2 separate regions of the Sus scrofa genome follow, and region 2 is linked to region 1. A link is a contact called in public targeted proximity ligation data. All regions are on one chromosome and are shown on one strand. The core of a region is the stretch at or near the end of the contact, and the rest is flanking DNA. Distances in the headings are between cores, read along the strand shown.

Evidence for each region.
Region 2: a contact with region 1 is called in a targeted proximity ligation map of alveolar macrophages. A contact is called at or near these places in 1 of 5 promoter capture datasets (fetal liver), 9 of 47 Hi-C or Micro-C datasets (embryonic fibroblasts, epiblast stem cells, fetal heart ventricle and 6 more) and 1 of 2 datasets of targeted methods (alveolar macrophages).

The regions. Positions count from the first base shown.
Region 1 is chr4:111,465,976-111,468,698 of Sscrofa11.1, reverse strand. FAM102B (protein FAM102B) reads left to right here and starts at 1,469. Exons shown (of 11, transcript XM_021090109.1): 1 at 1,469-1,691. The coding sequence starts at 1,552.
Region 2 is chr4:111,571,878-111,574,691 of Sscrofa11.1, reverse strand. No RefSeq gene overlaps it. Among named protein-coding and RNA genes, the nearest start is that of SLC25A24, 6.9 kb to the left of the region's middle.

The DNA of each region.
Region 1 (2,723 bases), core at 220-2,719:
CTAGGGGTGGACTAGGCTCTGTAGCTGCTGGCCTATGCCACAGACACAGCAACACCAGATCCCAGCCGCATCTGCGACCTCCACCACGGCTTACAGCAACGCAGGATCCTTAACCCACTGAGGAAGGCCAGGGATCAAACCTGTGTCCTCATTGATACTAGTCAGATTTGTTTCTGCTGAGTCACCCACCACAGGAACGCCTAGGTTTTGTTTTTTGATGACTGATTTAGGTATATTTTTCTCACTAGATCGTAAAATTATTGAGGTCAGACTTTTTGTGGTTTGTGTGTGTGTGTGTGTTTTAAATCAATCACCGGGTCTGGACAATAACTGACATTTTCGGTGATTAAACATATTTTTGTACGGATGAATGCATCCATCAATGAGTGAACTGGGAACGAGAATCTCTTCAGTTGCAGCCTTTCAAAGATTACTGCGAGGGAATCTTTCGGGTTATAACTCAGGCTGAAAATATGAATATTACGTAACCAAGTAGTAACATAACGTATAATGTAACAATGTGTAACGTACACATTCTTAAACATGCATCTAAGGAGACTTCTTATTTTTTTGGCTTTTCAGTTTTCCGTATGGACGGCCACATTTTAGAAGGGAAAGTATTATTTGAATGCCTTCTGTACTCTTTTATCCTGGCTGACAGGAATTAAAGTATAAACCGGAGAAAACGCCTGTAGCAGTACAGTGCCTGGGTTCTGCACACGTTCTAATCCCTTCCTCTTCCCTGCCTCCTCCTTGCTTTATATTAGAAGGCTCGTGAATTCAGAGTACCTAAAAGAAATCTGTGTTTTCGGATTTCGATCTGATGAAAACGACGTCGTGGAGATTCTGATTAACCCTATTAACCCGTGACTCTCAAACCCAAGAGGGAAAAAAAATATATCTCTGGAGGGGGAGGGGGAGAAGGGGGGAGAGGGAGAAAGGAGGCGGGGCAAAAACTGAAAGAAAGGCCGAGAGGAAGCTGTAGAAGGAAGTTCCTTTTCGGTCGGATTTGTCTTTTTTTAACCCCAGCGAGGCGTGACGCCCCAACTGCCGTCGCGGGTCCGTTTCCCGGCGAAGCGCCCGCCCGCCGCGAATTTCCTCGCCCGCCCTCCCGCTTCCGCCCGGCGGTGCACTGCTCGTCGCCGCCGCTAGGGGCGCCGCGGGCCCCGTAGCGCCAAGGCAGCGGCGGCGGCGGTTCTCCCAGCTTCACGTCTCCTCCTCCCAGACGGGCGGCGGCGGCGGCGAGTTGCACACCGAGAGGGCGCCCACCGCTCAGGCGAGCTGCAGCACGACCGCTCCCCGCGGGCGGGCGGGGTCCGCGCCGCGGCCGCCGCCGCCGCCGCCGCGCTCCGGCCCCGGCTGCCGCGAGAGGAGGCGGCGGCCCCGGCCCCGGCCGGCCCGCGGCGCCCCCCAGCCGCGCCCCCGCGCGCAGCTCGCGGCCCCGGCCATGGGGCTGGGCGGGCCCGGGGCTCGGCCGAGTTGAAGCGGCGGCGCCGGCCCGCGCGCCCCTTGGGGCCACCCCCGCACCCCGCTCGCCGGCGTCTGGCTCTCATGATGATGAAGAAGAAGAAGTTTAAGTTTAAGGTGGACTTCGGGCTCGAGGAGCTCTCCTCGGTGCCCTTCGTCAACGGGGTCCTCTTCTGCAAGATGCGGCTGCTGGACGGCGGCAGCTTCACCGCCGAGTCCCCCAGGTAACACGCCCGCCCGCCGCCCGCGATCCCCGTTCAGCTGCGCCCTCGCCTGCCCAGCAGGGGCTTGTAGGCTGGGCAGCATCTCTTTCCGTGGCTCCTAAGCTCCAGGAGGGCGGCCAGCCTCGTGAGCTCTTCTTTCTCTAGGGATCAGTCTGAGATCGGTCGGCAGTCTATCGATCTGCTAAAGTGCTTCGCAAGTGGGTTCTTCTCGGCTGGAGTTGCCACCTGCGCTCCTGATTCCAGATGGTTCCTGGTATTTGCACTTCCCTCCTAAATTCTCTAGGAATGGGAACGATGGTCAGAAGGGCGAGGATGCTTGTGGTTTCTCTTCAGACCTTTCTATATTTGTGAGATGCAGAGTGGAACTTGAGCTGCTGTTAAAACAAAAATAACCCAAACAGCTCGAGTTCCAGGAGCGCCCGCTCTCAACAGAAGCCGGTGCCTCAGCCTTTCCCCTTCTCCTTGTTGGTTACTGGAGGGCTCGGGAGCCCAGGATGCGACTAGGGTAGGCCTGATCAGGCTTGACTTGAGTCAAGTGTTCCCTGGCAGACAGCAGTCTGTGCCTCATCTCAGAGCTGCGTGTCCAGTTACGCCCTAACACTCTCTGAATAACCCTTCTCGCAGTGGCCGCCAGTGGCTCTCAGCGTGGAGGACTTAGAACCAGAAGAACCCAAGCCCGCCCCTCTTTTTGAAGTGAGCCCCTAGGCGCTCACAGGGAGGGTCGTTGGTAGGTTATAGAGTGAAGTCAGGAGGGGTGGCATTCCTTGAGTCTTTTTAGGGCCATTTGTAGGTTGACAGATCTACCCGAGGGTAAGTGTTCCTTAAGAAAAGAGTGAATTTGTAGAATTTTTTAAAATGAACTTTTAAATTCTTGCGATCAAGGAATAAGACTCAGAGCTAATGTTTATTTTGCCTCCATATTCTGCTCACGGGCTTTATTTTTACCCTAATAAGTATTCTGCTTTCCTTTTACCTGTCATTCCCTATTAATAATGTAAAGGAAGAATAATGTCCGTGGGTTGTGGAATTGGG
Region 2 (2,814 bases), core at 7-2,506, 110 kb before region 1:
AACTTATGCAAGAAGAGAAGGACTGAGGCTAGAACTCAGGTAAAACAAGTACATGAACTGAAACAGCCTCAAGATTCTGTGTCTTGTGTCTCTGCTCCCCTCTCTGCTCCTGCTTCTGCCTTCTCCCACGGTGCAGATCAGTTTTCTTCATAGTGTGGGAAGCATGGATGTAACATCGCCCAGTTTTCTATCTTCCAACTCAGGCACCAGAGACAGCTTTTGCAATGCTTTTCCTGGTACTAAGTTCTCCAAATCCTCACAGGCGACTCCTTGACTTAGGCTAGGTGACGTGCTCACCACTGGAGCAATTAAGAGTCCATGAGCCGAGGATTATGTCAATGCATTGCAGTTCCTAGTGAATCCAAATAAGAAAGAAGAGAAATGCATTTTCTAGAAAGGCTAGAGATGTACAAATAGGTTTTTCTTATAAAATCTAATTGACTCGGGTGTCAGTATATCAGATTATATGTAAGTTGACAAATACTCAAATGTCAGTTCTACTTCAAAACAAATCAGAAAAAAAAAATAAAGTATTTCTGAAACTGACTTACTTAAATCAATAGCAAATGGGGGAGTTCCCTTCATGGCTCAGTGATTAACAAACCAGACTAGGATCTATGAGGATTCTATCCCTGGGCTCCATCAGTAGGTTGGGGATCTGGTGTTGCTGTGAGCTGTGGTGTAGGCCAGCAGCTGTAGCTCCAATTCAACCCTAGCCTGGGAATTTCCATATGCTGTAGGTGCAGCCCTAAAAAGCCAAAAAAAAAAAAGCAAAATGGAATTTAATTGATAAAAAGTTAATAAGCAACTTTGCAGAAAGATAAATTTTATATATATAAAGTAATGCAGAATTAACAGACTGTTAAATAGAGGTTTAATTAATTAAGATACCAAGAGAGCATATGTTCTGTTACAAAATGAGATGCAAGGCCGTAAAGCAGAATATTCAAAGGAAGTAGCAGTAGAAAGTCAGTTTTGTGGCCCTTAAACCCTCACCCACACTGGGAGTAAAGGAGTTGGATTAGAAGAGGATTTTTAGAGAGAGCTACAGCTATGCTAAGTACCCCCTTTCACTCACCCCAGCTCCAGCCCAGGGGAAGGGTACCTGCCCCTCACCTGCAGCCCAGGGCAAGGAACAATGGTGAGCCGAAAAGCTTGACATACGTCTCCGGGTTTTGAGGAAACAGTGGACTGGTATCTGATTCATGCTTGAGAAATGTGCTAACCATTCTCACAATAAAGGGAAAGAGAGAGAAGCTGCTGCCTTAGGCAAGTTCCACTCACAGAGTTTGCTGAAACAGAGAATATGTGAATCTCTCTCCTGTACCAGCTGTGGGCTGTAAAAAGAGAGCCAAGTTGGAATGGTCTTAGATCCTGTCTAAAAGAGCTAAAGGGCTGTCTGGAGAGATAAACAAACTTCAGAAGGAAAGAAGAAAAAAAAAAAAAAAAGGTGGAGGCACCACCCAATGTCCAGAGACTGAAGAGGGAGACATATAAGCGACCAGCCAGAGAGAGTGCATGATATCCAACACGAAAACACAGGAGAGAGTTTCCGAGTAACTGGGTGGGTCTCCAAAGAACCCACAAAAGAGCTGATAAAGAAAGAGTTTCACAAGGCCTCAGAGCAGAGAACTCGATGCTGCTCACAACAATATTAGGTTAAGAACTGGCCCGCTGGTCTTTCTTTGCTCTCCTTTCTCTTCTACTGTGACTCTGATGGGGTTAGCAAGTTAGAGAAAATGAATCCTAGAAAAGGAAAAAAGAGGAGCGGCCAAGCCCCTTTCTCTTCTCTTACAGACCTTTCATCTGCAGCAGGCCTGAAATTTTAGCTTTGAATCAAGATTGAAGTTTTGATGACTACACTGAGCCAAATGTATTAAGTACTTCCTTGAAGAATTTTTTATTAACTGAAAGTGATAAGAAAGTTGTGGGACTTGACCTAAATTACATCTACAGCAAAGGAAGAACTAACCCAACAAAGTAACTCTGGGTGGGAAACAGTTACAAAAGCCTAGTAATTGTATCCCACAAGTTATGCTTATTTCCATTCTCAAGATACTTAGCTGCAGTATCACCTCACACCTGTTAGAAGGAGTATTATCAAAAAAGCAAGAATAACAAGTGCTGGTGAAGATGTGGGGAAAAGGGTACCCTCATGCACTATTAGTAGGAATGTAAATTAGCCACTACAGAAAACAGTATGGCAATTCCTCAAAAAAAATTAAGAATAGAACTACCATATGACCCAGTTATCCCATTTCTGGGTACTTATCCAAAGAATATAAAAACACTAATCCAAAAAGATATATGCACCCCTATGTTCATCACAGCATTATTTACAATAGCCAAGATATGCAAACAACCTGAATGCCTATCAATAGACAAACAGATAAAGAAGATGTGGTACATGTATGCGACAGAATACTGTTCAGCCATTAAAAAAGATGAACTCGTGACAATTGCAACAACATGGATATATTATGCAAGTGAAATAAGCCAGACAGACAAAGATAAATACCAAAAGATTTCACTCATATGTGGAACATTAAAAAAAAAAAAAAAAAAACAAAGTAAATGAACAAACCAAACAAAAACAAATACATAGATACAGAGAAGAGAGTAATGGTTACCAGAGGGAACGTGGGTGGAGGGAGAAGGATAAAATGGGTAAGAGGATCAACTATACAGTGATGGATGGAAATTAAATTTTGGTGGTGCACACACTATAGTGCAAACAGAAGTAGAAATAGAATGTTGTAGACATGAAACCTATACAATGTTATAAACCAATGTAACCTCAATAAAAATAAATTT